Regions from separate parts of the Sus scrofa genome. Here all the other regions are linked to region 2. Evidence: chromatin contacts called from public HiChIP or PLAC-seq and promoter capture Hi-C data. All regions are on one chromosome and are shown on one strand. The core of a region is the stretch at or near the end of the contact, and the rest is flanking DNA. Distances in the headings are between cores, read along the strand shown. Region 1 holds the start of SUCLA2 (succinate--CoA ligase [ADP-forming] subunit beta, mitochondrial). Region 2 holds the start of ESD (esterase D). Region 3 holds the start of ITM2B (integral membrane protein 2B).

The links. Promoter capture Hi-C pulls out the DNA fragments that hold promoters and counts their contacts. HiChIP or PLAC-seq counts read pairs in DNA pulled down with a chosen protein or histone mark.
Region 1: an H3K27ac HiChIP or PLAC-seq map of alveolar macrophages shows a contact between it and region 2. The contact joins the promoter of SUCLA2 here to the promoter of ESD in region 2. A contact is called at or near these places in 1 of 5 promoter capture datasets (liver) and 1 of 2 datasets of contacts at active chromatin or transcription factors (alveolar macrophages).
Region 3: a contact with region 2 is called in a promoter capture Hi-C map of liver, with 2.7 times the contacts expected there. The contact joins the promoter of ITM2B here to the promoter of ESD in region 2. A contact is called at or near these places in 1 of 5 promoter capture datasets (liver) and 1 of 47 Hi-C or Micro-C datasets (heart right ventricle).

The regions. Positions count from the first base shown.
Region 1 is chr11:19,615,073-19,617,772 of Sscrofa11.1, reverse strand. SUCLA2 (succinate--CoA ligase [ADP-forming] subunit beta, mitochondrial) reads right to left here and starts at 1,358. Exons shown (of 11, transcript XM_021065584.1): 1 at 1,179-1,358. The coding sequence starts at 1,268. It overlaps LOC106504670 (a long non-coding RNA gene), which reads left to right and starts at 1,422. Exons shown (of 3, transcript XR_001298332.2): 1 at 1,422-1,812; 2 at 2,428-2,556.
Region 2 is chr11:20,650,924-20,653,677 of Sscrofa11.1, reverse strand. It overlaps ESD (esterase D), which reads right to left and starts at 1,374. Exons shown (of 9, transcript NM_214060.1): 1 at 1,308-1,374.
Region 3 is chr11:19,376,403-19,379,102 of Sscrofa11.1, reverse strand. It overlaps ITM2B (integral membrane protein 2B), which reads left to right and starts at 1,404. Exons shown (of 6, transcript NM_001042375.1): 1 at 1,404-1,520. The coding sequence starts at 1,404.

The DNA.
Region 1 (2,700 bases), core at 109-2,608, 1.0 Mb after region 2:
AGTATATGCTCCATACATTAAACTGAGCCCCTAAAACCAAGTTTCCTTAACGAATTTATGATTAATCTGTCTACCCCAATTTTTATTCCCTTTTTGTTCCCACCAATCTCTAACTGAACATTAATCAACCAGTCAGGTAACTAAAATTGCTGTCGTTGATAACATCACTAATGAACTAAACGTAATACTGCAGATGTCATCATTAAAGTACAAACTCAGGTTGTTTCTCCAGGTCAAGATGAGCTAATAGGCCCTGGAGCCACGGACCATTTGGCAAAAGAATCAGAAACAGGAGATAATCTGAGTCCCTGAAACTAGAATTTAAAAATGTCACAGAAATTACAGAAGCTGATGATTAATCCCAGCTTCTTTGTTCTTCCCCTTTAAAAACACTCCAACTCAAAGACCAAGCTGGAATAGATCTGTGACTTGTCTACCACTCCCTCGCTTGCACTCTGCAAATAAACCCTTACTTTGCTGCAAACAACCCCTTGCTCCTGTTACTACACACACACACACACACACGCACACGCACACGCACTACACACCCCACATACACCCCACCCACACTCCTAAAGCTAAAAGATTTTTCTTCCCAATTGGTAATTACCACTATTAAACAAAACAGTACACAGCTACTTGGAAGACATGAGAAACTTCCCGGCTGAGTCCCAGAAAAGACCAGTCAGCAAGCACTGCTGGTTATGTGAAGCCATTCCCATCTATGACAGCTCCTGAGGCACAAAAGTACATCTGAAGGGCATTCCCCTCCCAGCCCAAAGGCGGGCCGAAGAAGTCTCGGCGCACTGCGCCGGTCGCGGGAGCAGCAGGAGAAAGTGCTCGACCCCCGCCTCGCCACTAGCTACCCATCCTGGCTCTCCTCCGCCCCCTCGGAAACTGGACGAGCAGCCCGGGCCAGATGGCCACAGCTCTTCGCAGAATGAAGGCGGGGACAGAAAGGCGCAAACATGAGCCGGCTCGCGGTCTTGGCAGGCAGCACTCCCGGGCAAGCCTCCCGTGGGCCCGGAGTGGCATCTCTTGTCACCCAATGTCACTGACGGTGGGGTGACCCCGAGCCGGGCCCCGGATCCCTTCACACCTCGCCCACAGGTGCCAATCCCCCACGTCGCCCTTTCTCCTGCCGACCCTCGAAGCGAGAGCCGGCTCGACCGCAGTACCTGGGCGGCGGTCTGCAGTGCCGTCCGGGGTCGGTGATTCCTAAGGGTGGCGGCAGCCAACAGCCGGCTGTAGAACATGGAGGCCGCCATTTCTGAGTCTGACCCAGGCCCCCGGGCGCCGGGCGCAGGCGCAGAAGCTCGAAGCGACCAGAGACGCTGCGCCCCGGGACGCGCGCACCGCCCCTGGCCCCGCCCATGGGGCGGGGTCTCGGGTTAACTTCGCAGTGGCGGGACACCCTGGGCAGGCAAAGCAAGAATTGCTGCTGAGAAGCTGGGCTTGGCTTGCCCAGAGCAAACTTTGACCTTTGTAACCGGACACCGCAGCCTCAAGGTCCGACCTGCAGCCGCTGCTCAGCCACCGAAGTTTTCCTAGCAAAATGTAGTAGAGGGACCACCAGCGCCACCACCTGTGTGATCTTAACCTGAGCCTCAGGTGGTGCCCCCTCTGTAACTTGGGGTTCATTCAGAAAATAAGTACTGCAAGTCTGTTTTGTGCTGAACACTGCAGCTGAGCTTTGGGTTACAGCAGTGAATAAAACAGTGATTCTGCTCTCAAACAGAAGATGGACAGCCGCTAGTTACTGAGGACTGTAGCCAAGAGACAGTGTCTCAGTAGGAAAACCGCTCTGAAAAGGTACGGGAGTGTTAGTCCGTGTGCCTTATGCACAGTGAGGCCAAAATGAAAGGTTGGAGTTTGGAACAGAGAAAGGTTTATTGCAGGGCCAAGCAAGGAAAGCAGATGGCTGTAGCTGAAAAGACCCGAACTCCCAGATAGTTTTCAGGGAGTTTTTATAGGAGAAATTTGGGGTGAGGCCTGAGGGGTGGAAGGCTTTCTGCTGATTGGTTGGTGGGGTGATAGCAGGGTGCTGTTCCATGAATCATGGGCTGAGCCTGAAATTACCATACTCCACCTGGGTGGATGCCTTAGTTCCTACAGAAGAACTCAACGATGCTCTTAGGTTTATTTATTGAGGAGGAACAGGAATCCTGCTTTAGTGGCTACGCTGCAGTTAGCCACTGCAGTGCATTTCCAGTTAATGCACAGGAAAAAGTTTTTGTGCCCAGGATCTTGCCTGGTTTCAGGAGAAGCCAGGATGCAGGAAGATTTATGCTAAGAAAAAGAACATGAAAGTATTATGGCTGATCACAAAGAATAGACATCTCAAGTTAATGATTTTAGTACTTTTCTAGTTATGGGAAGATGCTGGCTTCATTGAAATTATTCCTTAGCTGCATCTTAACTCTCTAGGGCCAGTATCCAGAGAACAGAATGCTTCCTGTTTTCCATCCTGAATCCCACTCAGGGTGGACCACGGGGGAGGAAGATGTCTGAGACAGCAGTGGCCGATGATGGCTTGATCCTTTTCGAAATGAAAGGGTAGGTAACATTCTTTGTTCACTGGAAAGGCATGCAACATTCCCTGACCACATAACCAACCCAGAGGTATCAGAATCACCTGGGAAGCTTTTCTGGAGTTCTCTGGTGGCTTAGCGGATAAGGATTTGGCATTGTCACTACTGT
Region 2 (2,754 bases), core at 125-2,624:
AAAAAAAAAGTAAATAAATAAAAGTGAAACTATACATTGACAAAAAGATAAGGATGAATAAGGCTCCATATATACTGGGATCACATTTTTAACTGTGTACTAAACATAATTTCTTTTCCTTCACAAAAATTCACATGGCTTGCCCATAGATGAATTTTTAATCCACCCTAGGGAAAAACCCACAGCATCCATGAGCTCTAAACACCTCACCCTGGCTCTTAAAATTGTCTTCAACGGTCCCAGACTATTTTTCTGGCCTTGTTTTCTATTACTTTAATTTAGTCGAACTCAATTATGTACATAATTCTAGGATAGCCTGGATGTTTCTACTGGGTGCCATGGTATAACGGTTTGGGACCAGGTAGGTTGTGGAGCCAAACCCTTCAGGTTCAGATTCTGGCTTCACCAGGTACTACTAAGTCGTAGTACTTGGTAGTGGTAGTGATTTTGGGCAAACTACCTCATAGCTCTTTTTTTTTTTTTTTTTTTTTTTTTTTTTTTTTTTTTTTATGGCCACACTCTCAGCATATGTAAGTTCCCAGGCCAGCGACTGAACCCCAGTAGCAGATGAGGCAAGAGGGATCCTTTAACCCACTGCCACAGCAGGAACTCCTATGCCTCATTTCCCCATCTGCAAAATGGGCCTATTAATATGATCTACCTGATAGGGCTGTTCCTGGGACTAGGTAAGTTAATTCACATACTTGGAACACTGCCGGCCATGATACACAAATGTTAGTTATCATTATTCCCGCAACATCGAATGCCCTCCAAGTTCTGCTCAAGTGCTATCTCCCTGGCGACCCCGTGAGACATGACCTCCAGATCCCTACACAACTCTGACAGCGCATTTACAACACGATCAGGCTTCGAAAGTGCTTGCAAGCGTCCGGAGATGCGCACGGGCTTCCTGACCCAGGCGCCCATGGGGCCTCCGAACATTTTGGGTCTGCTTCCTCCACGAGCGGGGGACACATCCACTTCCCGCAGGAAAAGCTACAGAGGCGTAGCGGGCTCTAGAGACACCCGCACCTGCTCCGCAAAGATCGCACGCCCGAATGCCCCGGGGTACACATGCTTGGAAGCGCAGAGAGGAAAAGGTCCAGTGCCCCTCCCTCGGCTTCCTGCCAAGGCTTGGTCGTTCTCCCGGACAGAGGCCGCGCGGTCTTCGCATTTGCGCCCATGCGACTCGCCGCAGGCCTCAGCGTCCTCCCCTATCCGGCCCCACAGCCCCACAGTGTCATCCGTGCAGCAGGAGACCCTGGCCGGCCCAGGACGTACGGACCTCGGCCCAGCCCCAGTCTTACCTACGGCAGCAGCCGGAGGCCGAGCAGTAGCCGTCAGGGAAAGGCGGAGCTTCAACATGGCCGCTGTGCCACCGCCTCGGTCCCACCCCCTCTAGGGCCCGCCCCTCGGTCCCAACCACCGGACCCGCCCATCTCGGGCCCGCCCACTAGGGTCCCTACTCCTCAGCCCCGCCCCTCATCGACCCCGCCCCGAAGGCTCCGCCCAGAAGACCCCGCCCCCAGCGCCCGCCTCCCTGACCTCACATTTCCCGGGAGAACTCTCTGCGGCTCCACTTCCTGTGACGGATCCGAAGTCAAGCACCCGCCAGGCGCTATGGTCCCGACCCTTCTCAGGGGACGCTTAGTAAGGCTGAGGCTTGAATAAACACGAGATCTGGCCCCATTTAACTCGTGGAAAATGTTTCCGCCTAATCCTTTGAGGTTATTTAGAAACCGGGACATAATTTCAGTTCCCCTATTTGGTAGCTGGGGTTAAACAAAAGCCATTGAAAAAAATCACCTGTGCTAGAAAAGTAGTAGGTGCTTCACCGGTGTCCTTTTTTCTTCCTTCTCTCAGTGTTAGAAGAATTGAGTAATATAGTTGCTGGTTGCTGACTTAACAACAAATAGTTCCTTGACCTTTTGCTTCCTTGGCTTGCCTTAACCAAATTGATTGTGATGTACTTTGCCTGTTGAGAAAATTAAATCTGATTACAAACAAAACAAAACAAAACCCTTAAAAAAATTTAACAGCTAGGCCATCAGATTGTGAATGACATCTTCGGAAGGACAAAACTGGTTTTGTGGGCATGCAGCCCGTGCAGTAGAGCAAGATCGCCGAAGGACCCTGCCCTTAATTTCTTTCCTGTGCCACATTGTTAAGAAATTTTGAAAGGGGCCTCATATTTTCGTTTTGCACTGGACCCTGCAAATTATGTGGCATATCTTCCTGAAAGGACTGGTAAGTGAAGTGACCTCTATTGAAACTGATGTTATAGATGCTACAGAAGAGATTACATGGCGCGGGTCCATTTGGCCACAGTGACTTGTGGGTTGCACCTGTGGAGCTATATCGATTGGAATTCAGCCCAAAATTGGTACTTAAAATACTATTTTCATTTTGAGAAAGCATTGAAATGAAAAATGTTTTATTTTCTACCATTTTAAAAATATAAATCACCGAAAAGGGAATTTTCTTCAAACTGAGTTTCACAACTAAAACAGTACCCAAGGAGTTCCCGTCGTGGCGCAGTGGTTAACGAATCTGACTAGGAACCATGAGGTTGCGGGTTCGGTCCCTGCCCTTGCTCAGTGGGTTAACGATCTGGCGTTGCCGTGAGCTGTGGTGTAGGTTGCAGACGCGGCTCGGATCCCGCGTTGCTGTGGCTCTGGCGTAGGCCGGCGGCTACAGCTCCGATTCAACCCCTAGCCTGGGAACCTCCATATGCCGCAGGAGCAGCCCAATAAA
Region 3 (2,700 bases), core at 155-2,654, 1.3 Mb after region 2:
CATTTTCACTCAAATTTTGGAATGCCTACCGCAGACTCAAGGTTTGGGCTGGGTTACTATGATCTGAGATTCTGGGAACTTGGAATGTTTTGCAGGGAATGGTGATCTGATTCTATGCAGAGACTAAGAGACCTAACCCCCTCCTTGAGCAGAGCCAAATCCCCCAGAACCTCAGACTCAGTCTACTTTTTTCATGGTTGACTCAGGGAAGAGCTGACGCAGCTGAAACATTCTAGGGTACACCCACATCCAGGGTTGAACCAGGACAGAGGCGGGTGGAAAAAGGGTACAAGATCAACCATTTATCCAAAGAGCCATCTGTTGACACAGTCATTAACCCAGTAACAGTGCGAGCCAGAATCCTCTCTCCAATTAGTTGCAAACGAAATCTCTTCCAAACATAACTCTGCATTATCCATAAGATTTTTTAAATTTTGCAGAAAGCTACAAAAGACTCATCATCAAATATGAATCACAAATCAGCCTTGTGTGCATGTGGGTTTTGTCCAAGTCGACACAAGTAGGGAACATTTTGTTTCCGAAATCTGAGATGTATGAAACACAAATCTGCCAAGAGTCTTCCTCCGAACTGCTCTGGGACTAGGCAGGGCAGCCACTGACCTTGCGAGGGCGGGGGGCGAGGGGTGAGGGGCGGGGGTGAGGTGGGGTGGAGGGTGGAGAAGAAAAGGCAAGTCTGAGTAGAGTAACGCCCTTGGGTGAGGTCCGGGAAGATAAAGTAGTCAGATCACTTGGATAGAGCGAATTCAACATTTCTTTGCTCCACTGAGCCGGTTCCATAATAAAGTGAGAAAATGGAGGTGTAAACGCCCCCAAATTCCACGGCCTTTCGATTCCTGGTTGACACCAGGCAGGGAATGGTGGGCTGCTGCTGCCAGAGGTTAATCCATTGTCCGCGGCGCACCCAGGAAAGTTCACCTGCTTTTGCTCCAAAGCTGCAACCTTGTGCTCAGTGGCAAACTGATTGGAAACGAATTCAGAACTGCAAAACTCACGCCCGCACGCAGAAGGACCCCTTCCTTCCCAGCCGGATCCCTCCTTCCACCCAGGGTCAGACTCCCCAACACATCTGCACGTCGGGTCGGCCTGCTCGACCCCGCCCGGCCCGCCTCCGACCCCGCCCCCTGTGCCCCCCTCCCGGTTTGCCCGCCTCTGGCCCCGCCTTCGGGGGAGGGGGGCCGAGCGAGCCGTCGCCGCCCTCGCCTGGGAGCTGCGAGGCTTCAGTAACCCTGCAGCAGTAGCCACCTCTGTCGCTGCGGAGCTGCTTGTCTCCGGTTGCTGCTGAGCCGCGTTCGGAGCCCTGCCGAGGAGGCTGCAGCCGTAGCAGGAGCCCGCAGCCCGCGCCCGAGCCCGCAGCCGCCGCCGAGGGCGCCCCAGGCCGCGCCATGGTGAAGGTGACGTTCAACTCGGCTCTGGCCCAGAAGGAGGCCAAGAAGGACGAGCCCAAGAGCGGAGAGGAGGCGCTCATCATCCCCCCCGACACCGTCGCGGTGGACTGCAAGGTCCGAGGGCCAGGGCTCGGGGGAGAGGGCGCTGGGCCCGCGGGGAGAGCTGGTGGGGCCGGGGCGGCTCTGCGCCCGAGGAGGCGCGGGACAGGCTCCCCGAGAGGGCCGACCTCTCCTTTTTCGCAGGCTGCTCCCCTTTCTTGTCCGGCGCAGCTTCTTTGTGAGAAAGTGCGTGTGCAGAAAGCGGAGCCGGGAGCGGGGGCTTGGGGGAGGCCTGGAGCGAGGAGGCCCGTTGGAGAACTGTGCCGAGTGCACGGTCGTTGGTGCAGTCGGGGAATGTGCGTGGGGCCGGGACTGGGTTCGGTGGACCTGGAGCCCAGCGACGACATGCAAAACAACAAAAACAACAACAGAGTTTGGCACTTCCTCCCAGTATAAATAATGTGTCTAAAATGGCTGACATCATAACAAGCCTAAACCTCTCTTGCTTCTTACTTTCGTTTCCAGGCTAAACAGCCCTTGGACTAAGTCTGGCTCCTGTAAGCCTCTTAATTTTAAAAGCCTTTTCTTCTTCACCTTCTCATTTCCCACGGCCTTTCGGTACTGGCAGACGAAGTTCACGGTGGGGTCCGGAGACGGGGCAAGGGAGCGGGTGAGGGGAGAAAGCAAGGTGACGGTCTGCTCAGTTGGTTCTGGCTGTTAATTTATAATTAAAGCACATATGCCCGGTGAAGATCAGTAATTACCATGTGGATGTTAGTGCAAAACCGACAATTAATTTTAAATTATATCAGTATCTTTACGAGAACCCCTTACGCTAAGTGAAACTAAACGTTAAGAAACTTGTCCTATGTCCCTTTTTAAATGGTCCTTAATTTTAGAAAAATCTCTCTTTTAGCCCTAAGCAAAAATGACGAAAGGAACCGTAATTGTGCTAAGTTTTAGTGCTTACAATATCATTTGAGACATGATGGTAATTGTCGCAGAAGTTAAATAGGAAAGCCTCACAGCCTCTTTCTACCAGATCTTTTAGGCTGCTAAAATTTAATCCTAGAGAAATTAATTGTAGAAGTTATTTAGGTTGCATCGTTTATTTCTGAATTTTTCGTTAGCATTTTTCCAGACCTGTTATAAGTAGGGTGTTTTAACTAAGTTAAAACTGAGTTTTACCTTTAAAAAAATAGTTTGTGCAGGTATGAGTAATAAGCATTTTTTATATGGTCTGATGAAAATTACT